Regions from separate parts of the Mus musculus genome. Here all the other regions are linked to region 1. Evidence: chromatin contacts called from public HiCAR-type and promoter capture Hi-C data. All regions are on one chromosome and are shown on one strand. The core of a region is the stretch at or near the end of the contact, and the rest is flanking DNA. Distances in the headings are between cores, read along the strand shown. Region 1 holds the start of Gpr155 (G protein-coupled receptor 155). Region 2 holds the start of 4930445N08Rik (RIKEN cDNA 4930445N08 gene). Region 3 overlaps Rapgef4 (Rap guanine nucleotide exchange factor (GEF) 4). Region 4 overlaps Rapgef4 (Rap guanine nucleotide exchange factor (GEF) 4). Region 5 holds the start of Hoxd12 (homeobox D12). Region 6 overlaps Rapgef4 (Rap guanine nucleotide exchange factor (GEF) 4). Region 7 overlaps Rapgef4 (Rap guanine nucleotide exchange factor (GEF) 4).

What was found. Promoter capture Hi-C pulls out the DNA fragments that hold promoters and counts their contacts. HiCAR-type assays count read pairs that join an accessible place to other places.
Region 2: a contact with region 1 is called in a promoter capture Hi-C map of pre-B cells, with 4 times the contacts expected there. The contact joins the promoter of 4930445N08Rik here to the promoter of Gpr155 in region 1. A contact is called at or near these places in 4 of 39 promoter capture datasets (hippocampal neurons, liver, pre-B cells and 1 more) and 1 of 484 Hi-C or Micro-C datasets (olfactory sensory neurons).
Region 3: a contact with region 1 is called in a promoter capture Hi-C map of pre-B cells, with 4 times the contacts expected there. The contact joins the enhancer-like site here to the promoter of Gpr155 in region 1. A contact is called at or near these places in 8 of 39 promoter capture datasets (the C10 cell line, the HPC-7 cell line, embryonic stem cells and 4 more), 1 of 115 datasets of contacts at active chromatin or transcription factors (astrocytes) and 1 of 9 other capture datasets (liver).
Region 4: a contact with region 1 is called in a promoter capture Hi-C map of hippocampal neurons, with 6 times the contacts expected there. The contact joins the enhancer-like site here to the promoter of Gpr155 in region 1. A contact is called at or near these places in 12 of 39 promoter capture datasets (3T3-L1-derived adipocytes, the HPC-7 cell line, HPC-7-derived erythroid cells and 9 more) and 4 of 115 datasets of contacts at active chromatin or transcription factors (astrocytes, embryonic forebrain, forebrain and 1 more).
Region 5: a contact with region 1 is called in a HiCAR-type map of astrocytes, with 3 times the contacts expected there. The contact joins the promoter of Hoxd12 here to the promoter of Gpr155 in region 1. A contact is called at or near these places in 3 of 39 promoter capture datasets (embryonic stem cells, hippocampal neurons and pre-B cells), 1 of 115 datasets of contacts at active chromatin or transcription factors (astrocytes) and 1 of 9 other capture datasets (embryonic stem cells).
Region 6: a contact with region 1 is called in a promoter capture Hi-C map of embryonic stem cells, with 4 times the contacts expected there. The contact joins the enhancer-like site here to the promoter of Gpr155 in region 1. A contact is called at or near these places in 10 of 39 promoter capture datasets (the C10 cell line, the HPC-7 cell line, HPC-7-derived erythroid cells and 5 more).
Region 7: a contact with region 1 is called in a promoter capture Hi-C map of the HPC-7 cell line, with 5 times the contacts expected there. The contact joins the enhancer-like site here to the promoter of Gpr155 in region 1. A contact is called at or near these places in 10 of 39 promoter capture datasets (the C10 cell line, the HPC-7 cell line, HPC-7-derived erythroid cells and 6 more).

The regions. Positions count from the first base shown.
Region 1 is chr2:73,385,202-73,388,440 of GRCm38.p6, forward strand. Gpr155 (G protein-coupled receptor 155) reads right to left here and starts at 1,279. Exons shown (of 17, transcript NM_001190297.2): 1 at 1,064-1,279. Gm13707 (a long non-coding RNA gene) reads left to right here and starts at 1,649. Exons shown (of 9, transcript XR_866430.3): 1 at 1,649-2,155.
Region 2 is chr2:74,577,304-74,580,436 of GRCm38.p6, forward strand. 4930445N08Rik (RIKEN cDNA 4930445N08 gene) reads left to right here and starts at 1,741. Exons shown (of 2, transcript NR_166470.1): 1 at 1,741-1,821. Lnpk (lunapark, ER junction formation factor) reads right to left here and starts at 1,645. Exons shown (of 13, transcript NM_027133.3): 1 at 1,516-1,645.
Region 3 is chr2:72,118,782-72,121,919 of GRCm38.p6, forward strand. All of the region lies in intron 4 of Rapgef4 (Rap guanine nucleotide exchange factor (GEF) 4), which reads left to right. Among named protein-coding and RNA genes, the nearest start is that of Gm29940, 65 kb to the left of the region's middle. Within about 2 kb of position 1,695, at least 5 of the 459 cell types and tissues checked have an H3K27ac peak or open chromatin away from gene starts, as enhancers often do.
Region 4 is chr2:72,036,605-72,039,959 of GRCm38.p6, forward strand. All of the region lies in intron 3 of Rapgef4 (Rap guanine nucleotide exchange factor (GEF) 4), which reads left to right. Among named protein-coding and RNA genes, the nearest start is that of Gm29940, 17 kb to the right of the region's middle. Within about 2 kb of position 1,842, at least 83 of the 459 cell types and tissues checked have an H3K27ac peak or open chromatin away from gene starts, as enhancers often do. A contact at or near this core is called in astrocytes, forebrain and hippocampal neurons, where this site is marked.
Region 5 is chr2:74,673,388-74,676,562 of GRCm38.p6, forward strand. Hoxd12 (homeobox D12) reads left to right here and starts at 1,626. Exons shown (of 2, transcript NM_008274.3): 1 at 1,626-2,267; 2 at 2,427-3,175. The coding sequence starts at 1,700. The coding sequence ends at 2,665.
Region 6 is chr2:72,135,890-72,139,118 of GRCm38.p6, forward strand. Rapgef4 (Rap guanine nucleotide exchange factor (GEF) 4) reads left to right here. Exons shown (of 31, transcript NM_001204165.1): 5 at 1,353-1,425. Among named protein-coding and RNA genes, the nearest start is that of Gm29940, 83 kb to the left of the region's middle. Within about 2 kb of position 1,967, at least 29 of the 459 cell types and tissues checked have an H3K27ac peak or open chromatin away from gene starts, as enhancers often do. A contact at or near this core is called in embryonic stem cells, where this site is marked.
Region 7 is chr2:72,156,211-72,159,345 of GRCm38.p6, forward strand. The region is part of intron 6 of Rapgef4 (Rap guanine nucleotide exchange factor (GEF) 4); the gene reads left to right. Among named protein-coding and RNA genes, the nearest start is that of Gm29940, 100 kb to the left of the region's middle. Within about 2 kb of position 1,656, at least 43 of the 459 cell types and tissues checked have an H3K27ac peak or open chromatin away from gene starts, as enhancers often do. A contact at or near this core is called in the HPC-7 cell line, where this site is marked.

The DNA of each region.
Region 1 (3,239 bases), core at 29-2,528:
AGGCAGAGGCAGGAAGACCATGGGTTCAAGCCCAGCTACAAAGAAAAGCCAGCCAGGACTTAAATTAGCAGCTGTCTCAAAATAAGGAAGGGAGAAAAAAAAAAACTAAAAATAACTCTGAAGTTTTATCTCATACCATTTTAAACATGAAAACAAAACAAAACGAAAAACCGCTTCTTATGCACATTTTAAGATTAACAAGAACCACAACAAAGGAAGTTTTAAAAATGTCATCCAGTCCTTTAAACTACAAAAACAAGACTTGTTGCAGAACAAACAAGTTGTCCTATCACTGGAAAAGCCAATTCACTGGGCCAGACACTAGAAAACGAAGTATACAAACCATCTAGTCGCATTACATCTGACTTAGATAACATGACCAAAGCACTGAAATTGTAGGTTAAATGCTATTAAGTTCAAATGTGCTGCAGTACTGACTTGAAAGAAAAAGCTTTAAACTGAGGCTGTTCTCTTCTCAAACACTCCTATCCTTTAGACAGGAGAAAAGCCTAATGCCTTGCAGCACTATAAAAAGCACTCTTCAACATCAACAGGCACTCCAGTCACTGCCTTTTCCCTTGTCAATCTGCAGGATCAGACTTTGGCCCGCCAAGATAAGGAGTGCAGAGTCCCTGACCAAATAGATGATACCGAGGGCAGCTGACACCCGTGGAAGTGGAAAGCCAGGGCATGGGAGTCACAACGTCAGGTGCTCCGTAAAGAAGTATGGGAGAAAATTTGGCGCAAAGATCCCGAGGTGCTCAGGAGGGGCAGACACGAAGGCCACCTTGGGCTAAAGTAAAAAGTCCGAGATGACAATGTGAGCACACGTGCAACGGGGTGCTTCGCACCCTGGGGACCGCAGCTCTGGCACCAGAGGGGACAAGTCGTCCCTTGTGAGCAGACCATCTCCAGTGTTCCCGCAGGTTTCAGGCGCAGGCTCTGTGGAGCAGAGGCGGACAGGCGCAGCAGCTAGCCGAGGCGCCAGGGCAGCCTGGCGCTGCCCACTGGTCCGGACCCCAGGGGCAGGGGCCATTGCAAACGCAACTGGGGCTCATCTCACCTGCTAGGTCTGCAGCTCCGGCTGCAAGGAGAAGGAAGCCGATGCTCACAGAGGGCCAAGCAGCGAGCACACCGCCGTCATCTCCCGCCCCGAACCCTCTTGTAGCGGCGTGTGCCAGCGGCAGATGCCCAACCACGTTCCGAGAAAGGGAGGGGTGAGCCGCTGCGGTCCTGTCAGCTACCTTAGGCGTCTGCAGCCCGGTGCCTCCTCCCCGCCTCCGCCCCGCCTTCAGGCTCCGCCCCTGGCCTGGAGGTCAGAGAAGCCGGTCTCCATTCTGCCGTGAGGCCCCGCCCCCAAGCTCAGGACATGGCCCCGCCCCGCCCAAGGCCCCGCCTCCAGCATGGAGGTCCGCGTTTCAAATCTCCACCCCGCCGTCAGGCCACACCCCTAAGCTCCAGTGCTACACTGCACTCCGCCCTGGGGCTCCACCCCAAGGCCCCGCCCCTAGCCAGAAGGCCCGAATGCGGGTCTCCACCTCGCCTTTAGGCCCCGCCCCCAAGGACAAGCGACACCGCTCCACCCCCGGTGCCCGAGGCCACACAGCCCAGTCCCTGCCCTTATGCTTCGCCTCCGCCAAAGCCACTTGGCCGCCGGTCTCCCGTAGCTGTACTTCCGGCTTTTCTCTTCCCACAAGATGGCGGCCGGGTGGGGATTGGCAGTATTGGTTTCCTCCGCCTCTGCTCAGACTCAGGAAGGCCTGTCATCATTTCGGTTAACCTCAGCTTCCAGTAATCCTGTCAATTCCTCTCCTGGTTAGCCTCGTCATTGCATAGTATAGAGTTATAAATGCAAGGATGTGAGTTCAAACCCTGCCTTCTACCTTTCCCAAGCTAGCATGATCTTGACCTTCCTAAATCAAAAGAGATTAAAATATAAGCTTTAGTTGTGTGCTTGATTTAGAATACATTGCCAGCAGCGACTGCTTCTTTTTCTGTTGTGGAGGAACTCTGGCTGTATGCTCTTAGTTTACAGACAGGAATCTCCTAGTATTCTCGGAAGTCTACTGGGGCTTCTCGAAGTCAACGTGTGAAAATGAAGACATTTTCTGAAACAAAAAATATTTCTAATTTAAAGCCTGATCTCAGTGATTTTGTAAGTATTTCTTAAAAAGAAATCTTGCTTTGCAAATTTTACTGTTTTGTCTGGCCACTACTATGTCCTATTAATCTGTGCAGTTTTAGTACAAAGTACAGTACTATTTGCACCTTTAAATTAAGTTACTATATGGTTTACTAAGAAAATAAAAGCCGGGAAGGGAGATGGGATGGGGGAAGGGGGTTCCGAGGGAAAATGAGGAAAGGGGATAAAATTTGAAATGTAAATAAAGAAAATATGTAATAAAAAATGGGAAAAAAAAAGAAAAGAAAAGCCAAGAGCTGGCTTAAGGATATGAAGCCTAAGGAAAGGTGAGCAGAATTGAAACTATTTTTTAAAATGTAGCTTACTCCCTTTTGGTTCATTTTTTGTCTTTCTCACTTTTAACTATTAACCTAACTGCAAAAAAAAAAAAAAAAAAAAAAACAATACATCTGTTATCTCAAGGCTAAATGGATTCCTGCCTTGAAACTATGAACATTAGTCAAACTAAATATTTAGTGAACTTTGACTTTTAAAGGATTATTGAAAGACAGGCCTAGAAAGGAAAGTTAAGGCCAACCTGTAGGAGTTCCTTGTGTTAGCTTAGCTTAGTTTATCCTCTGACAGCACAGTAAGATTGGTACAATTTCCCCACACTGGAACATGTCAGTGGATTTTGTGCCTTATGATCTGGAAGCCTTCCCAGGATAAGTGGAGAGATGAAAGGCAGAAAGGACAGTATGGTGACTTTGGGACTAGCCAAGACAAGGAAATAACCTACTCTGGGCTAATGGTAGTACAAATGGAGTAAGTTTGAGGGGTGTTACAGAAGAACTGTAGAGCCGGACAGCTGAGAGAGGTAAAGAAGAGGAGGTGGGGAACATTAAGTTTGTTCTCATCCACTAAAATAAGGAGAAAGAAGCCAGGTAGAGAGCTTCTAATAGATTTCCCAGCTGTGAAATTCTGCTATCTGGAAATGAAGAACTATTTCAATGCGCTTACAAAGGAGGAAGGGGCTACAAAGAGTGAATTTGCTTCTAGACCTAAAATTGGAAACCCTGAGGCATTATCTATAACAATCTCTTGGACTTATCCTTCC
Region 2 (3,133 bases), core at 491-2,990, 1.2 Mb after region 1:
TAAAAATATTTTTCTCATTTACCCTAGCATGGAAATAAATAAATGGAGTATTTTTCAAGCACTTCCCATTATAATAAACGTATAAGCCTTCATAGAAAACAACAAAAGAAATGGAGTTTTGTGGTTTTTAACCTTTGATTCCAAACTTAAATATAAACTAGTCACCTTTAACAGCATCTCCACATTATACTACACAATTTGGGTTTAAATGTGATTTGTTCGAAATCGCTTTCAAATGTCCAAATAGGCAACTCTGAAATATCTTACACCAGGTTTATTGCCCAAAAAAAAAAAAAAAAAAAATGGTAAGCACACTTCTAAAAGCACTTTTAATATGAGATGACCACCACAAAATAAATAAATATAAAAATTAAAAATAAAAAAGACTGACAGGGAGATTTCTATATGAACTCATACCTTTATTAGAGTCACCTATCCAAGCATTCTTCCAACATATAAACACCATAAACATTTATTAACATCATTACTATGGTGACCCCAATAGATGTCAAGGAACTTTTTAAAACTTCACTTTTAAATGAACCACTCTTGCTTAAGGTTCGTATTCGAAATCAACTTTGTTCTTCTAAGAAGGCACTATGGAGACCTTTGGGAACTAGGTATTAGCCCTGCCTGCCAGCTTGAACATATATATGCCTGTAACTAAATTTACTCACATCCATCACACCTCTAGACAATGTTGTCAACGCTAAGACTGAGGCCACAGAGACAGAAAACAATAGGCTCTAAGCACCACAAACCAGAAACCAAAAAGTAAGAACAGAACACTGAAAACTCAGTGAGTCGCAGGTGTTGCTTAAAACTGCACGCAGAAATAAATTCACCAATCCGAACTCTCCGTCCGCAAACACACCATCAAAGAATTAAACCTACTGATGCCCCTTGGAGTTGCTTTTCCCGGGTCGCTCCTGTCACCACGCACCTTCGTCCTACCCCACCCCTCAGACTGGTCGCTGTCCCTCCAATAAGTAAGGACAATGGTTGTGGAGCAGCTCCTCTAAGTCGCTCACAATCCACGCCCACACGCGGACGGAGCAGCATGACACTGACAGTTTTCAGACCTTCCCGTCGTGCCAGCTCAGGTGGACGCGGAGGTGATCGGGGCTCTCAGGGTGGATATTTCAGCTAGGGATGTGCTCTCTGGGACCTTCTGACACTTCTTAACACAGGGGGGGCCCAAGGGCTCGGGCTCTAAACAGCCACTGCGCGGAATCCCTGAGAACATACCCGGAAAGAACACCGGCCTCAGGGGAGGCAGAGCCGGGTCTCGTGCGCTCCGGAGCCGCTCGGGCCGCTGTTCAGGGCGATCCACGAGAGAAGGCGGCAACAGTGTACGGAGGGCAGCAGCCCCGCGGCGTGTTCCCCAGCCGCCACCAAGCTCTAGGCCACTTGGCAGGGGCGGAGGCACCCGGGCCGGCGCGCCGAGGAACCCGGAGACTGGTTCCCGCTGTCCGGAGCGCCTCCGTCTACGCGGCCCTCCCTTCACAGTCCTACCTGAGAAAAGCGGGCGCCGCTCGGCCTGGGCGTCCACTCGGGGAAGCCTGGGTCGCCACCGCGTAGAGCCTCTGGAGCAGGCAGCAGCACCTACAGATAGAGCGCTGGGCCCGGCCAATGCCTTCCCATCAAACCCCGCGCTCCTGCCGCCAGCCAATGGGCGCTGCAGCCGGCGCGCGCCGCTCCCCCATCACGTGATCCGGCCGGCCCAGCCGTTGGTGCCTCAGAGCGGCGGGTGTGGCAGGAGGATTTAGGCTGAGTATCCTCCGCGCTAGTGTAGGCTGTCGGTCCTCGGGGCACCACAGGGTAGGGCGGTTCCGACTGACTCTTACTAGTTCTGCCTCCTTTTCTCATGAACAACTCCCACGCCCCAGTCTCGCCAAGAAAAGAAACTGATCCTGATTGTCCCAGACCTTCTGAGCGAGAGAAGAGTGGGGAGGACAAAGGGGAGGGACGTTGAAGGTCGAGACCTGTGTGTCTGGAAAAGAGAGGGTACCTGAGATCCCAGATCAGCTGTCATCCAGAAGGCAGCAAAAAAGTTTACATTGCATAGCTCAGAAGCCATCCCAGCCAAGCAAGTGGAGAGAGACAGACAGACATCATACATAACACCTCCTGGCCATACCCCATGAGGGCTTTAGGCTTGTTTCTGTTGCTCTTGGACGTCAAAAAGGGTCCTTTCATGACTACGCGCTTATCTCACCAGCATGAGAAGAACTTGAAATGATAAGGATGGTCTTTTCAAGCTAAGGGGTAGCAACAAAGGCTGAGCTTTCCAAAATTACACTCTTAACAATCTCCAAAACCTCTGAATAACTGGGGCCCCTTAAACAGTAGTGCTGTATTTCCCTAAGAATTGAAAACGACCTAAAGAAGGCTGTATTCCAGTCAACTGCAAGTATCAATAACAAAACTTCAATGGGAGGGGTGGGGGCGCTCCATAGGCAAAATTAGGAGGGAAACTTCAACAAAAGCTTTTATGTTCTGTGTTCAATCACTTTTACGGGTTTTTCTTCTTTAGTTAAGGAAGAAAATGTTTCTGATTTTCAAAGTGCAATAGATATAATAATATGCTATGTTTACACTGACAACACCAGCAGAGAAGAAGGCATAGACATAGTATCTACTTTGTAAGATAATCCCCTAAATTCTAAGATCTTCAGTTACAGCTTTGTAAACTTAAAAGAATAGGAGAGAGCTAAACTTTAGTGTGCCATGTATCGCCTCACCAATGTGGAAGAAAGTAAACAGACATTTCACCAGTTTTTATTTGGAAAATTAGCCATTTTATTTCCCAGCCTTGGTAGTTTCTAAGAACATAAAACTCGTGCTGCCTCTTGTCTCAGATCTTTCCTAAAGGGAACAGGAAAGTTTTGTTTGTTTTTGTTGTTGTTGTTGTGTTTTGTTTTGTTTTTGACTCTTGCTAATACTTGTCCTAGGGTTTTTCATTGAGCTATCAGGGAGTTTAAAAATAAAACAGGACAGAGAGAAGAGAGCTAGCTAGAGGCAAAGATTCTAAAAGATCTAATCCTGAAAAAAAAGTTTCTAGGGAAATCACATGAGAAAAAATGTTAGCCTAGCCAGGTTTGAAAGGGAAACATAAAGTCTAAATCATCTC
Region 3 (3,138 bases), core at 445-2,944, 1.3 Mb before region 1:
GTACTTTACAGACTAATTTCTGCCATTTTTCCCCTTCAACTCATCACCATGGCATCTGTTTCCCTCAAAATTCTGGGACAGTACTGAGCTCAAAGATGCTTGATGGGAAAGTATGGCTGATTACAAGCGAAGAGCCAAAGTCATTGTCATCTGTTTTGCGTGGTGGGATCAGAGGCAGATGAGAGCATGGTAGAAGTGCATGTGTGGCAAGGAGACATGAGTGGGTACCTGACTTCTTTCTCAAATGAGCAGCGCAGTGCGCAGGTTCAGCTAGAAAAACAACGAGAAGAGAGGTAGGCTATCCTTTTTCCAACTGGCATAGAAATTCCTGGTATCAATGAGTACAAGTGGCTTTACTAAACTGACTCAGAGAACATTAAGTAGTAAGTTACTGCCATTTGTAGAGAATCTCAGTTAGGTTGTTCACAGGCATCGGTAGTGGATTCCTCTAGTCTTAATCAAGATGTTCACTGTCACCGGTCGTAGATTCCTCTGGTCTTAGTCAAGGTTACCATTGATGAGATAAAGTGTCATGGCCAACAGCAAGTTGGGGAGGTAAGTATTTATTTGGCTTACAGTTCCTCATCATGGCCTATCAGCTTTGGGTGTTACTGGATATCAGTCGAGGATTCCACCTTTCCCCCTGGCACTCCATCCTTGCAAAGCACTTAGAAGTCTTTAGTTCTTTCGTTCATTGCTCTTTCCATATCAGATCAACAACACAAGACATGGCCACTATCTTAGTTGGAGGTGTGATGGACAGTTTCAGAGAACATTAGCATCCTATCACAGTTATTTGCAGCCTTTGTGTGCCTGCTCTAGGGCCTTTCCTAAGCCACAAGAGATTCCCCAGACTAAACTCAAGATCACCTGGAAACTTGTGGGTAAAGGGGAGCTAGTGTGGACCTTGATAATGACAGATGAGAGTCTGCAGACAAGTTGTCCACAACCCCAGATTTGAAGGCACAAATCTGAGATGCATTAGTTATGGGTCACTTGTGGGCCAGCCAGCTCACTGACAGTCTTCCTATGCCTTTTCTTGTTTCCCTCTTCATGACTGCTTCTTGGTGGTCACTTAGGTTCAGTTGTAAGGTCAGACAATTAATTAAGAGATATTCATAAAATGAATTAGATGTGGTGTGTGTGTGTGTGTGTGTGTGTGTGTGTGTGTGTGTGTGTGTTCTCGGGGAGGCTGAGAACCTGCAGGATAGACAAAAGAAGGACATTACTGGGAAGGGGAAACTTGAGCAAAGACAGGGAGGGGTGAAATGAGTCAGGCCTTGGGAAGAGCTGCAGGTATACACGACTCTGTAGAAGAGAGAAGAGACTGTTCCATTCATGTACCATGAATAGGACTTTAGACTGCTCTGGTGAGGAGCTAATGAGAGGAGAAAACTGCTCCGTGACTGTGGAGAATGTGCTGAGATGTGCCTTTGCTCTTGGGGTGTTTCAGACTCATAAGGAGGGTCTCCGTGTCCTGCTATTTGTTTCTCATTCAAGATCACACCAGCCCTTTGAAATATTCACACTAACACAAGCACCTGCACACACTGGTTTGGCCTTTAAAGTGGGCGGTGCAGGCTGCAGGAAAGTTATTGCAACATCGGACTTGAGCTGACTTGAGCTCTCTACACGCTCATTGGCCACTTGGTGCTTTGTACATGGAGTCTCTTCAAAGAGTTCCAAGCAGAAGAGCCATGTTTGGGTTTTCTTTGGAGAGCTCTTCACAGCTCCTGGTATGCGAGGGAGCAGAAGGAGGCTATTGTGACTTTCCGTCTGTTATAAATGCTCCCTAGGAAGTATCCTGCAAACAGTTCACATTAATGTTTTCTGTTCTTCTTTGGTTTCAATCTTCCCTAGACAGCAGCTGGATTCTGCTTTCAGGACTCTTAATTCCCTGTCCTGTTGTGAGCCATTCTGGTGGGTGGTATTTTTTTTTCTAGCATCTGAACATGTCTAACTAGAAGTTTGATTTTATGGAACTTATTATTGGTAATTATTGCTCAAAAGTAGGGCCAGTGAGTGTTTCCCGGGAGCCATCTTTCTCAACCCACTCAACCTCCTTATCTGAGGACTGAGTGCTTTGTACCAACCCGAAACGAGGTGGCTATGCCATACAAATACACCAAAGGTTGCATTTTATGGCTATTGGCCAACATCATTTAACTTTACCCAAAACAGTTCTACTTCTGACTCGGCTTCCTGAGACAGTCAAACACAGAATTTTCTGCTGCTGTAATTTATCTACAAAGATTGTTCTGATCAATAAGTGCATTACCTTAGTCACTGTGGTGCTACCATACTGAAATATTACCGATGAGGTGATTTATAAAGAATAGAAATTAACTTGGCTCAAAGCATGGGAGGCTGAGGAGACCAAGATGTATCTAGTGAGGGCCTTCTTGCTGCATTACAGTATGGCAAGGCCATCGCATGGGTGAGACAGAGTGAGTAGAGGGCATAACTTGCTTTTAAAGCAAGCTCATCCTGGCTACACGGACAGGAATCCACTCATGCATCACCCCCCGGAGGGCTTAGCCCTACACATGGATACCCTGCGGAAGGTGTGCCTGTCTCATAGGATTTTACAGGACATGCCCAATCCATCACAGGCTTTCAGAAATACATATCTAAGTTTTGTATATGAGCAGGAAGAAATTTGGGGAAGGAATGATTAAAAGTAAGTCAAGCACACCTGTTGCTAGAATTTTCTCCAGAGCCGTTCCCAAATTCGCCTTGTTCAGATCACAGCTTTTTAGCACGCTGTGCTACCCCAGCTTTGGGTCTGTCCTGTCTAATGAGGTTCCCCCTCCCACTGCCTTGCGGTCCACACTCCACAGCTTCAGTTCAGAAAAGGTCAGTGACTGTGGAGGCTCGGGAAGCCACGGCAGCCTCAGTGGTTCTTTAACATACTCTCTAAGAATCAAAATTCATATTTTTATTCTCGTGTATGTGCACATGTGTGTGAGTGAGTGTAAACCATGTGAATGGAGGTGCCCTGGGGGTGGCAGCAGAGGATCCCCTGGAGCTGAAGTCCCAGGCGGATGTGAGGAACCGAGGCGGTATCTATCCTCTGGACGAACAAGCTGTGCTCTTAGCCCATGGAACCTTTTCTCCAGCCACCAAGCCAAAGTCTTA
Region 4 (3,355 bases), core at 592-3,091, 1.3 Mb before region 1:
AGAGAAGTCATGGTCTCCTTAGGATGATGGAGTGGCAAAGCTGAAGAGCTAGAGACCACTGGGACCCCCTGTCATCCCTGAGTCTTTCCTTTTCCATCAGTTAGTCAACATGCGTGGTGGCCTATTGAAGTGTCCAAAGGTGTCTCACTAGTATCCAGGGGATCTGCCCACCGGGATGCCTAAGATCACAGTAAAGAAATCCACCGATCCCACATTGTAGAGAAGTATGAAAATGATTCAGGGAGTGAGTGGGCCTGCCAGTGTCAGGCCTTCGCTGTGTGGTGAGGATGGGGCCCACTGGGCTTCAGGCCTAGGGATGGCTTACCTCCCCAGCACAGGGGTCCGGCCCACTGTCAGCAGCCAGAACTAGTTGGTGAGATAGGTCTTACTCAATAGCCCTGCTTGGCCCGAGACTTACTGTATAGAAGACAAGGCTGGCCTCAAACTCAGAAACGCACATACCTCTGTCTCCAAATGACACAAAATCCCATTGAGATCTGCATAGCTCATTTCTCAAGCAGTTACATTCTTCCTACTTCTGATGGACCCCAGAGCCACATCCTGCTTATGTGGCCTTGATTTCTGGGCAGCTAAGACCCCCCAAGCTGAAGGCTTCCAGAGCAACCTGACTGGGAGAGAGTAAGCCTCTGGATAGCAGGAGCACCTCCCACCAAGAGACCTTCCCCAAGACCTGATGCTCTTGTTCCCAGTTCCCGCATTGCTACTTTGTAACAACCGTGTTTGTCCTCAGCATCCTGGGAAATGCAGAGCCGCAACTCCTTGTGCCCTGGAGCTTTTAGAGACCTGCAAACCCTCACGCCTATCTTCGTGTTTTTATTCCATGCTTATTTTTCCTCACCACCAAGCTCGCTGCAATGTGCACTCACATCAGAGACATGTCTCCCAGCTTCTCAGACAGCCTTCTGGCCTTGGCCCTTCTTTTTGCTATCTTACAGAACTTTGACCAGCCAACAAGGGGGTGTGCCTACAGGCAGCATCCATGTCTAATGGTGTCCGACATGACATGTTCATGTAGGTTTCTGCTTGGCAACAGGCATCTTGTTTAGGAGTAGTCTCTCCAGTTCCCCAGTGACACTTTGTCTGCATCTCCAGGGACATCTTACCCTCAAAACAATACACACAAATAATAGCAATAGTGATGATGATGGTGGTGGTGATTATGATGATGATAGTAAACCTTAAAGTAGGCATATATACCTACTATATTAGACAACAGCACTCAACTCTCTCTCTCTCTCTCTCTCTCTGTGTGTGTGTGTGTGTGTGTGTGTGTGTGTGTGTGTGTACACAAGGCCTTGCTTTTCCCTGCAGATTTTATAGGTGAGGAGAATTTATGGTATAACAAATATTTAAATCCTAGAAACATGTATGCTTTTTTAGCAATTCTGGAAACACCTAAACTAAGGGAAATCTCCAATCATATCAATTCCTAAAGACTGACTGACTTTCATGTTTCAAAATAGAGAATGGTGCTTTATGATGTCACTAAAGCCTGTAACACTCACTGTTATCTTTATTTGATACAAACCCAGCAGCTGGGTTGGGTATGGCTATGCACAGTTAGATACGCTATGAACTGAGGCTAGTGGGTCCTACTCGCTGTATATAAAGCACTTAGTACAAAGCTTTGAATGAGCAGGGTCCCGGTGTTTTCTGCTAACTAATAAAAAGTTGATTGCCTAGACTGGAGAGCTGTTGGCTCCCATACCTGCAATGCTAGCAATGGTCACAAGAGGGCAGTGTTAGAACATGAAAACCAGGAACTGCAGCCCAGTATTTTGAAACTGCAGGAGTTTAAATTTTGTTCAGCCATTTCACTGGAGCAGAGATTCTGGGCTGCACTTGGCCTTGGTCTCCACTTCATTCCACCCCCTCATCTGTCATTGTGCCATTATCTGGCAATTTTTACTCTGGTTTTGAAAAAAAGACCTCTTGCTGTTTTTCTCTCTAAGGTCAAATAGAAAACCTTTAGTCATCCCTGCCTTTGCTTTTACAACACAGATGCCTTTGTTCATTGCAGTTTTGATTATTAAATTTGAAGTACAGCTCTCTCTCCCTTTCTCCCCACCCTCCTTCCCTCCCTCTCTCCCTCTTTCGCTCCCCCCCCTCTGTGTGTTTCCTTCCCTCCCTCCCTCCCTCTCCCCCGCTTCCTCTCCCTGATTCTTTCACTTGGCCACACACTCTGTTCGCTTTCCTTTCAGTGACATCACCATTTTTGGGAGACACTACTTGAACACATTTCTGAACAGTTTTACGAAGCCCAGAAAACGTAAAAGGTGGCAAGCTGGTTGCAGATGGTGTCACTGCTGACTCCCGCCGGAGCTCTGGCTGGGGCTGAGCTATTCATTAGGAATGGATATTTAGTTGACTTGGCATTCTGCACAACTCACCCTACATGTAGTTTTGTTGTTGAGTATTCTTTGTCCGGGTGACACAGTGCTGGCCAGTTCAGCTCTGCACTGGTTAGAAATGCCCGTGCCAGGCCGTGCTCTGCAAGCCAGCCCCAGCGAGCTTGCCTGATGTCCATCGGCTGCCCGACAAGCCGATTCCAGGGACACGCTCTGAAAGGAACCGGCCTTGCCGTTGCCGCTTGCCAGAAAACACATTTGACTTAGAAGTATCTTGCCTTCCTGCTTGGCAGTAAATCCTTTTGACACACGTGCAGTTGGATGCCTTGACAGACTCTGAAATTGGGTTCCATTTGATTTGATTACTTAAAAACGCTTAGAGAACTCAATAAATTCCAGGAGCAAATTCAAGCTCAGGAAGCAAAATGCAAGAGCTTTGAAACCTAGTGGCAAGTATAGGCTGGAAATGAACCCTGTAAAAACATCAGCTTTTAAAGAACTTATGCTTCTGAGTCTACCTATACACGTAAAGATAACCTAACACAAATAAGATTGTTAACTCTTGACTCAATGACACAGAAATGAATAAATTCTGAATAGCTAACAGGTCTGATAACTCTTCAGAATCACAGGATAATTTTTCATTTTCCATGAGTTCATCACAGACACAGCTCATGTCCCCAGATCATCTGCGCAGGCCAGGTTTCAGTGGACCATGATCGTACATTGTGACATGTAACCCTGGCCTTCTTACCACCGTGACCACTTCACAGTGTCCGTATGAACACATGTGAGACAGCTCTGGCGAGAATGTCTGCTTTAAGATGTGAGAACGCCACAATGCAGATGCACAAAGCAGATAAATTAAGAGGTGATTAGTCGCAGTACAAAAGGATTCTTTGATTTACAGCAGGATTGTCAGGAGGGTTTCTTTGAATACAAGCTCCCCCAGAGAGCTCAAGTGTTTTGCAGATCATTCAAACCAC
Region 5 (3,175 bases), core at 376-2,875, 1.3 Mb after region 1:
GGGTCGATTAAGGGGGGGAAAAAACCTGGAAAAAAAATCTAGCTGTCCTTTTCATTCCTGATTCACACTTATGTATTTGGTCCTGAGAAGCAAACATAATTATAAGGCAGCCATAGTCTAAGGATGCACCCTTAGGCCTGTAACTACCTAGGAATCTCTGTGCAGGAGGCAGGGGCTCTGAGAGTGCTGGAACTATTAGAACTGAAAATTCAGGCCAGAGGATGCTCCAGTAGAAAGGAGAGAATTCTTCAAAATGAAAGCTATCGAATACCTAATCTAAGGCTTCTAAAAACCGACTTAAAACTTCTGCCTCCTCCCACCTACCAGAAAAGAAAGTATGGAGTCCCAATTCCTGAAAAGGAGGAAACTCTAGTAATGCCCCAGGATCCTTAGACTTCCCCCACCCCCACCCTCCTCCCGCCCCAGAGCTGGAGGAAGAGGACGATTGCGTCCTGAGAGCCGCCCAATTGGTCGCCGTAACTCACACAATAAAGTCCCAGCGAGGTGGTCAGCCTTGCCCTCCGGCGGCGCCTGTGTGGTCTCCTTGCCAGAGCTGGGGGCCTAACCAGTTCCAGCTTGGCTCATGGACCATGGGTCCTGCTTTAGGCTAGCGCGGGCTCCCACAACACAGTCTCTTGAGGAGAAAAGCCTTATTCCCTCTGGACCATCCAGAAGGCCCTGCCTCAGGGGTTAAGCACACTTACTACACACACGGAGCGTTGCCTGTTTTGCCCAGACAGTGAACCCGCAGCGGCCCGCGTGCCTGGAGGCACCGACAAAAGAGACTCAGCTAGCTGATTGTTCCTGTGCGACTGTGCCTCCTCAGCCAGGTGGCTCGGACTTTTCTGCCCCTCCAACTCTCAGTTGGACGGCTAGGAGCTTGGCTAGTAGGGAATAGTCACCAAGATGACCCCAGGAGAGAAAAGAAATGTAATTTTTCACAAGATTGGCTCCTCGGACTGCGGAATTGCCTGAGGGGACTGGATAACAACGCTATGAGCACAGTTCCTGGGAACAAATGTCAGGAACAGCGTGAAGATTCCTTAGGTACCACACTTGAGCAGTTTGTGCCGCCTTTCACCTTTGTTTGGTCAACCTCTTGTATTGTCTGTGACCTGGGGCTACAGGGTCAAGTGAATGGGTCCTTGCTGCCAAGTGCCTTTGGCAGAGACCACTTTAGAGGCCCTTTCTATAAAAAAGGATTGGTTGCTCAGATCCAGGAGCAGTCCGTGCCACTGCCAGCTCTTCTCCAGTCAAGCCCAGGTACCCTTATTGGAAAACGTCTGAATTGCAACTTAAAGTTTGTAGACGCAAAGCCCGGCCCAGGCAGCCTGCGAAATAAGGGCTGGGAAGACTAACCCAGAGCAGGAAAACTCCCAAGAGACACTTGGGCAAAGGCACCCTCATCCCAATGTCACCGGCTCCTGAAAGAGGTCTGGAAACTTTCAAGGGCTTCGCCCTCCCTCAACAGGCTTTGGCTCTGCTAGCAGCCTCGTCCTTCGCCGTCGAACATTGAGTGTTATCATAATACCCTGAAAGGGGGTGGGGGTGGGGACGGGTCGGGGGATGTAGGCGGTGCTGAAATGACCGGCTTTGAAGAACCTGCAGGCAAAGTTTTGTCCAATCCTCTGAGCCCGTCCTCCTATTCCGGGTTGTAACTAAATACTGTTGCGAGCACAGCCGAGGCCCTTTGTTGGAGATGTGTGAGCGCAGTCTCTACAGAGCTGGCTATGTGGGCTCGCTTCTGAATTTACAGTCACCGGACTCTTTCTACTTTTCCAACCTGAGAGCCAATGGCAGCCAGTTGGCCGCGCTTCCCCCCATCTCATACCCTCGCAGCGCGCTGCCCTGGGCTACTACGCCCGCCTCATGCACCCCTGCGCAGCCTGCCACCGCCTCTGCCTTTGGAGGCTTCTCTCAGCCTTACTTGACCGGCTCTGGGCCAATTGGCCTGCAGTCTCCAGGCGCCAAGGACGGACCCGAAGACCAGGTCAAGTTCTATACGCCTGATGCGCCCACCGCATCTGAGGAACGCAGCCGGACTAGGCCGCCCTTCGCCCCCGAGTCTAGTCTGGTTCATTCGGCTCTCAAAGGCACCAAGTATGACTACGCGGGTGTGGGCCGGACCGCTCCAGGCTCTGCGACCCTGCTCCAGGGGGCCCCCTGTGCCTCCAGCTTCAAGGAAGACACCAAAGGCCCGCTCAACTTGAACATGGCAGTGCAAGTGGCCGGGGTGGCCTCTTGCCTGCGATCTTCACTGCCCGACGGTAAACAGTGCCCATGCTCCCCCAAGCCAGTTTAGGCAGGGACGGGAGGTGGGGTGTCAGGGACAGTTGGACAGGGAGGAGACCCGCCAGCAGTGGTGAACGTCTGTGGGGCGGGCAGTTGATCTGAGCGAGCTGACATGGGTCGGGGCTCTGTTGCAGGCCTGCCGTGGGGGGCGGCCCCGGGGAGGGCCCGCAAGAAGAGGAAACCCTACACAAAGCAGCAGATTGCGGAGCTGGAGAACGAATTCCTGGTCAATGAATTCATCAACCGGCAGAAGCGTAAGGAATTGTCTAACAGGCTGAACCTCAGCGACCAGCAGGTCAAAATCTGGTTCCAGAACCGGCGTATGAAGAAGAAGCGGGTAGTGCAGCGCGAGCAAGCACTGGCCCTCTATTAGCTGCCCACGGGGGCCTGAGGCCTTGCCAAGCCTGCCCTTTTGGACCAAGGCCTGGCTGTGGAGGAGGTGTTGGGGCTGCAGATTTCCCTCCCACTCCTCTGGTCCTGGGCGCCCTTCGGCTCAGTCTGTAGCTGAGGAACCAGGAGGAGATTTGGAGATGAGGCCAGTGGAGCCCCCTTCGCTTTCAGCTCTCTTTGGGACCCTCCTGAGAGGTGTTTGGGAATTGCAATCTAACACTGGCTTTAAACATTCAGCATGGTGTCTGGGGGTCACCTGTCCTTGTCTATGATGTTTACATCCGGGGCTCACTATTGAAACACTGTATGAGGGTTTGTTTTTTCCGGTTTTCAACGTGTTCTTTTTCTTTTTCTTTCTCTATCCAGCTCTTTCTGCATGAAACAGGAGCCTAGCTAGAGCTCCGGGTATAAGTGCAGGTAGAAAGGCCCTGAGACCCCGCTGCAGTGCAAGGGGCTGGGGATAACTCTAGCCCCTTCGCAGCAGAAGCCCTTT
Region 6 (3,229 bases), core at 717-3,216, 1.2 Mb before region 1:
AAAAAAAAATGCAAAGGGTTAAGGAGGGTTGCAAAGCTTTCTGGGAAAGTAACAGCTCTCTTATGCCCTCTTTGAAACTGTGTAGAGCACAGGTTAGCTGAATGCCCAGAGTAGCATGCCAGGAAGAAGAAGGTAGATGATACTATAAGACAGAAGAGATTCAGAACTGGGAAGGTGTCAAGGGAATGACAATAATACTGAGTGATGTTTGGTGCTGTAAGCATGTCTGAGTGATGAGCTCAGAGACTGAGGAAATCTGCCATCTTAATGTTAGCATGCACACAAGCTGATTTAGTGCTTCCTAACTAAGAGGGAAAAAAAGGGGGGTGGGAGGAGCTAGTCATATCTTGGTTAGAAGGCTCTTTAGAGAAAGTACCATGACAACACTGTTAAAATGGACCAGATGGTTACTGGGTACCACGTGTCACCAGCTGCCCATTGCTACAGATGAAGTCTTTCTGCTGGTGTTTGTATGACACACATGAATCGGGAGCTGGCTCTTTTGATGCTGTTTAACATTTACGTGCATGTATGTGTGTCACTGTGATTACAAACCATAAATATACATGATACCACACAATCAGTAAAATTACCCACGTTTCATTGTGCAAGGGAGGAAGCTGCATTTATTGCCTGAGAGCGTTCACCTTTCATTCATTGTAAATGCCCCTCCTTTCTAGCCTGATGCTCAAAACCTTATCCCTCCCACACAACACAGACACTAATCACATACATCCCGGAGCCCCAAGTTTCAGAGCATGCCTGGACCAAAAGCCAGGGGAAGACAATCCAGGAGCGTCTAAATTAAGCCAGATGGTTTTTATTTGACAATGTAACAAAAGTGCTCTGGAGGGGTCACATAGCAGGCAGGTGTGCCCTATGAAAGGAAGGAGGCAAACAGCAGCCAGTCGGGCTTCTTTCATAGAGACAGGTTCCAGGAGCCGCTGAGCATTTCTTTTGGCTTTGAAAGAGGCTGATTCGGAGGCATTCACCTCAGAGGAGGTAGGCAGCAAGGTTACTGTGATCTGAGCCTGTAAACACTCAGCACTGCTTCTCAGGTGCCTGAGTGTACAGGGTGTGGAGAGGTAGGAACCCCTTCACTCCATCTCTACAAATGCATACCATGTAAATGAAGCAGCTGAGTGGAGCCCTGCCCTGGGCAGAGGAAACACACAGTCTCACCTAGGAAGCCCCTCCCTGAACCCCACATCTTTAGTTTAAACCCAGAGCCCCAGAGAGCATACTTCCTGGCTCTATAAATAAGAGCCTCAGATACCCAGGGTCTCTGTTCTTTCACATGTAAATAAAGGAACAAAGCTGACTTCTCAATCTTGTCTGATTTTATCTTGCAGAAATACCGACAGTATATGGCCGGACTTCTGGCTCCTCCCTATGGTGTTATGGAAACGGGCTCTAACAATGACAGTAAGTGAAATGTGAATGTTTTGTGTCTGAAGATTTGTTGTGTGCTATGTGTTTTCATGTAACAACAACAACAAAATGTTGTACACCAGCATGACAAAGGAGGCACCCTGACTCTGGTGTAAGAGTCCAGCAGCTCACACTGGAGCTAATACACACGTGGTCTGAGCTGTGGGGTATTCACTAGTAGCAAGTGCCGGCTCTGGTGCAGGCTGGGAATTCCACATACTGGACATCCACATGCTTGGAGCATTTCTGTGTCCTTTTCAAAATAGGTTCCTGAGCTGTGTTTGACTCGGCACATGTGGAGTCTGGAACCCAGGAACCCACCTCCAGTTCAGTTTAGCTCCATTGGCCTTAGAGAGAAGCTTAAGTCATTTGCTCTTGTTAAATGACCCCTACCAGTCTGAGGCTTTTGTTAGGTGCTAGGTGCTCTACCACACAGGAAGGTGATGGCCAGCTTAACTTTGGTACTCATGACACAAATGTAAGTGTAGCTAAGTGGTGTGTGGTAGACACCTTCGATGTAAGCCAGCAGAAAACCGAGCTCCTATGAGAGACCCACATCTGGCTGAGGTTTAAAAATAGTGGTAGGGTGAGTCGTGTGGTACTTTCTAAAAGGTTGATTTTATTTTGATGTATGTGTCTGTGCACATGCATGCAGGTTCCCTTAGTGGCCACAGAGGGCATCAGATTCCTTGAAGCAGTTGTGAGACATCTGACATGGGTGCTAGGAACTGTTCCAGTCCTCTGGCAAAACAGTACATGATCTTAACTATTGAGCCACCTCTTCAGTCCTCTTTCCTCCATCCCACCATCCCTCTTCCAGGTGCCTGTGAGTGTGCGTGGAGTATTTGAACTTGTGGCACTTGGATGGGCAGCTATGGGCGTGGCAGTGAGCGTCATCCCCTCTCCCTTTCTCCTCCAAGGTCACTATCATTCCTGACTTGTTAGTTTCTGCAGGGCTACCTCCTTGCTTGTCTTGAATCTTCAAGATTTCTCACTTCTACCCTACAGTTTTGATGCCACTGCCTTTCTCTATAGCCCCTCCCACCTCCCCACATCTGCCTCCCCAAAAAGGGAGTTGGAAAGAGGGAGGCCAGTCCTCCCTCCCTCCCTCCCTCCCTCCCTCCCTCCCTCCCTTCCTTCCTTCCTTCCTTCCTTCCTTCCTTCCTTCCTTCCTTCCTTCCTTCCTTCTTCCCTCTCTCCCTCCCTTCCTCCCTTCCTTCCTTCCTTCTTCCCTCCTCCCCTCCCTCCCTCCCTCCCTTTCTTCCTTCCTTCCTTCCTTTTTTCTCTCCTTCTCCTCAGTTCCCTTTCTTCTCCCTCTTGGCTAAGCTAGGAATAACCAGTTCTCTTAGGAATGCCCGAGTTTAAAAAAAAAATCAACCATGCTGTCTCCTAGCTATGACCACAGGCAAACCACTGATGTCTTGTGCCTCAGTTTCCTTATAGGGTTGTTGTATTAAATGAATCAAAATGTGTCACGAGTCTAAAAGAGTGCCAGGCACAAAATAATCTCACATAATGTATTAGCTATTATGTTCTCATCCATAGCCACTTACTTAGCCCCACGAAGTCTGGCTTCTGCCCAGGACTTTAAATGAATTCCTCCACAGTTAAAGTCACCAATAGACTTGGTGGCTCCCATTGCTCTTATTAATTTAATAACTTTCTGGCCCTGCTCTTCTCTCTGGAAACTGGGGGACTTGTCGTGTGGTCTTTGTTTTCTGGCATTATTCTCCACACTTGGAAGTCTGGACTCATTAACAGCCCCTTTACCATCTCCTAAAAGCTAAGGAGCCTGGAC
Region 7 (3,135 bases), core at 406-2,905, 1.2 Mb before region 1:
GGAAGGAAGAAGGAAGAAAAACATACGGGTAATAACAGTCTTACAAGTCCAATGTTTCTGGACTACTTCTTTGGCATGGAAAGTCCTCAGATTGCATATGTGATGAAACCATGGTCTGCACTACTACAACCTGATGGTTTAAAGGAAAGGCAAAAAAGGCCGTGTTTGGGGAACCTACCTGGTTTATGATCCAGCTCGGAAATGGACTTGGTGTTTTATGTGGTATGCTGCTGTTCCAGGCTGCTTTTATATTTTATACAGTATGCTTTTAGGGCTTTGATCATTTTTGTTTTGATGAGCTTTGTAAAGGTTTAAAAGGTTTCTTGAAAACATTAATAGGCCTTTACTATTCCAGGAATTTTGTATTACGTGAATCAAATGCACGCCGCTCTCAGGTCCTCGAACCCTTAAAGGTCATCAGAGTCCCTTGTTTGTGTGTTCTTGTATTTGTTCCGAGGTTGTGTTTATTGTACCTTTGGCTCACTAGATTGTTCTAGGCAAGGGGAAAAAAAAACTTCTTTTAGAATTTGCAATCAATACAGATAAATACACCACCATGCAGGGGACTGTACAAAAGTCAATTGAGTGCATTATTTTCAACTCCAAGTACAGGACAAAGAATCCCATTTTCTTTTTAGTAATTATTTTACCTTTCCCAGTTGGGAATTACAAGGCTATTAAAATAATAGCCGAGGGCATTTTTGATAGGATGCATTTACATGCTAGGAAAGTGTGTTTGTGTTTTCTTGTTGGAAATTTTTGTCTTAATTGATTAATTTGTCCCTATTAATATTTATGAATCTTAATACAGAATGACTCTATTGAAGAAGCCAAAGATAGGTCACTTCCCTAAGAATCCATTCCGAAGAAAAAGTCTATCTGAAGCAGCATTTGTGAAAGCATCCCAATTTGCCAAGGTCTCCAAACCTTTACCCACAATATAAGTGCCCCACTTCTAAACCCAGTTCTGAGCAGGTAACCTCCAGTGAATGGGTGACACGAGCTCTTGGCCTAAGCAGATTTATAGTACCAAATTGTTAAAAACTACTCGAAGGTACAATGACAAGAAAGACTTTAAATTATGCCTTGTATGTTTAATAAAATTTCTCATTAAAGTGAATTTAGAAAACTGAAATTTTTTTATGACAGTGCTATGTAAGAAGGAAGAAATATAAAATTTTATCTAGAGTGATTATGCCTCCTCTTAAAATAGAACAACCCCCCATCTAGTCAGAAGGATTAATATTCAGATCCTAAAATAATAATATTTTACTTTATATGATTAAAATATTTTATGCCTCCCGATGAACATGCATCATTTTGTATGGAAAAAAGCTAAAAGCCCAACAGTAATAAACTTTACTGTGGTCACAGCCTGACATTCCAGTGTCTGTCCTCACACTGAGGCCCCACAGGGCTTTGCATATCCTGTGGTCAGAAGCTTTGTCTCACCTCATTCCACGTGGACCCACGTGCACAGCAGCCAGACAAGGGGGAGCTTGCTCTTTTTCTGTTCCCACCCGTGTGACTTCCGGCTCCGTCTGCAACTCCATTCTGTGCTGAAGTTCAGCTGAAGGCAGCTGAATCCCCTCCCCATGCACGAAGGCTTCCTTGAGCCACCAGGCCAGCTGTCACCCTCCCCTCCCACTTGACTAACGTAAGCCTCTCTCTGTAAGATACTTCCACAGTGTTCAGCTAGATAAGGAACAAGGACAAGAGAACTATTAAGTTATGCCGCGTACAGTTAATGAGATTTCTCCCAGCACTTGGGAGGCTATACAGAGAAACCCTGTCTCAAAAAAACAAAAAACAAAACAAAGAAATGTCTCATTTTAAAGAATCCACAGTGCTATGTGATGTCACTTATGAGTTAGTGTTATGTAAGAAAGAAGAATTGTATATTTTAATGTAGAACATGATTACACACTCAATTGAAAATAGAGCGAATCCCACGCCTACTTGAAAGGATCTCCTAAAAGAACAATCATATTTTGCACATCCCTCTGACCTTGAGAAGCCCTACGTCTATTTGATCAGTGTCACTAACTGGCGACAAGCCAGGACTAATCACATGTAATTGTGAGAGCATTTTTATGCTGCCCATTTCTTACTTAAGAACATCCCTCGGAGTTTCCACAGTCCTCAATCTAAACCCCAGTGCCTAGTTTACTGTAGAATGCCTCTCACCTGTACATTTATTTCCTGTTTAGTATATTACCCAGAAGCTTTGACAGACTCCGCTTTTGTCTTCAGAAGCCTGTAGATAATACATAAATAAATAAATAAATAAATAAATAAATGTATATCTCTTAAGAGTCAAGTCACTTGGCTTCTTAAATTCTGAATCTGAAAAAGAATGTAGTCAGATGATATTCACAGACAAATAAGTGGACAAATAAGCTACAATAACTACTTTTTTTTTAATAACTCCTTTTTTAACGGTATGGCCTGCTAGAAAATGTACGCTTAGCCAGATACAGCCAGTGACAATGCAGCATTGGGAAGCATTTAATTACAAGCTGACTTTTAGACACCCTTCACGTTGTTTTCCATATGTCTATTGCCCTTGAGAGAAGTACTTGTGCTTTAAGCAGGAGGTACTAGATGTTTGCCGTGAGCACTTTTAAACGTCACCAGCAGCACCGAGTAAATAAATATTTCTGAAAATGCCATGTGGTCCGCCAGGCTGCTCTAGTCTAGCATCTTGTACCTCCTTCTGTGATGCATGCTGGTAGTGTCACAGCGAGGGATGCTTTTCATGCACAGAAGCATCCGTGCATGCTCTTCTCCTTCAAGACACTCCCCAAAGGAACGTTAGGTCCCAGACTACTACCTGCTGAGCTGTAGAACAGCTGCTGCCCTCCTTTGGGGTCACGGGGACCCCAGATGTGAAACCAAAACCCCAATGCCTACTTTACTGTAGAGTGTCTCTCACCTGTACACTGAATTCAGAGTACACACTTTCCTAACTTGTTTTATGAGATCAAGTTGATTTCTTGTTCTAATGCAGACGTTTTCTTGAAACTCCTTATTGAAACACAGTATATTCATAGAAAGAAAGTATGCACCTCAATTAGGTCAGTATTCTTTCAAAACTATCGTCATGCTAACACAACGCAGGGCAGGAAGCAGAAC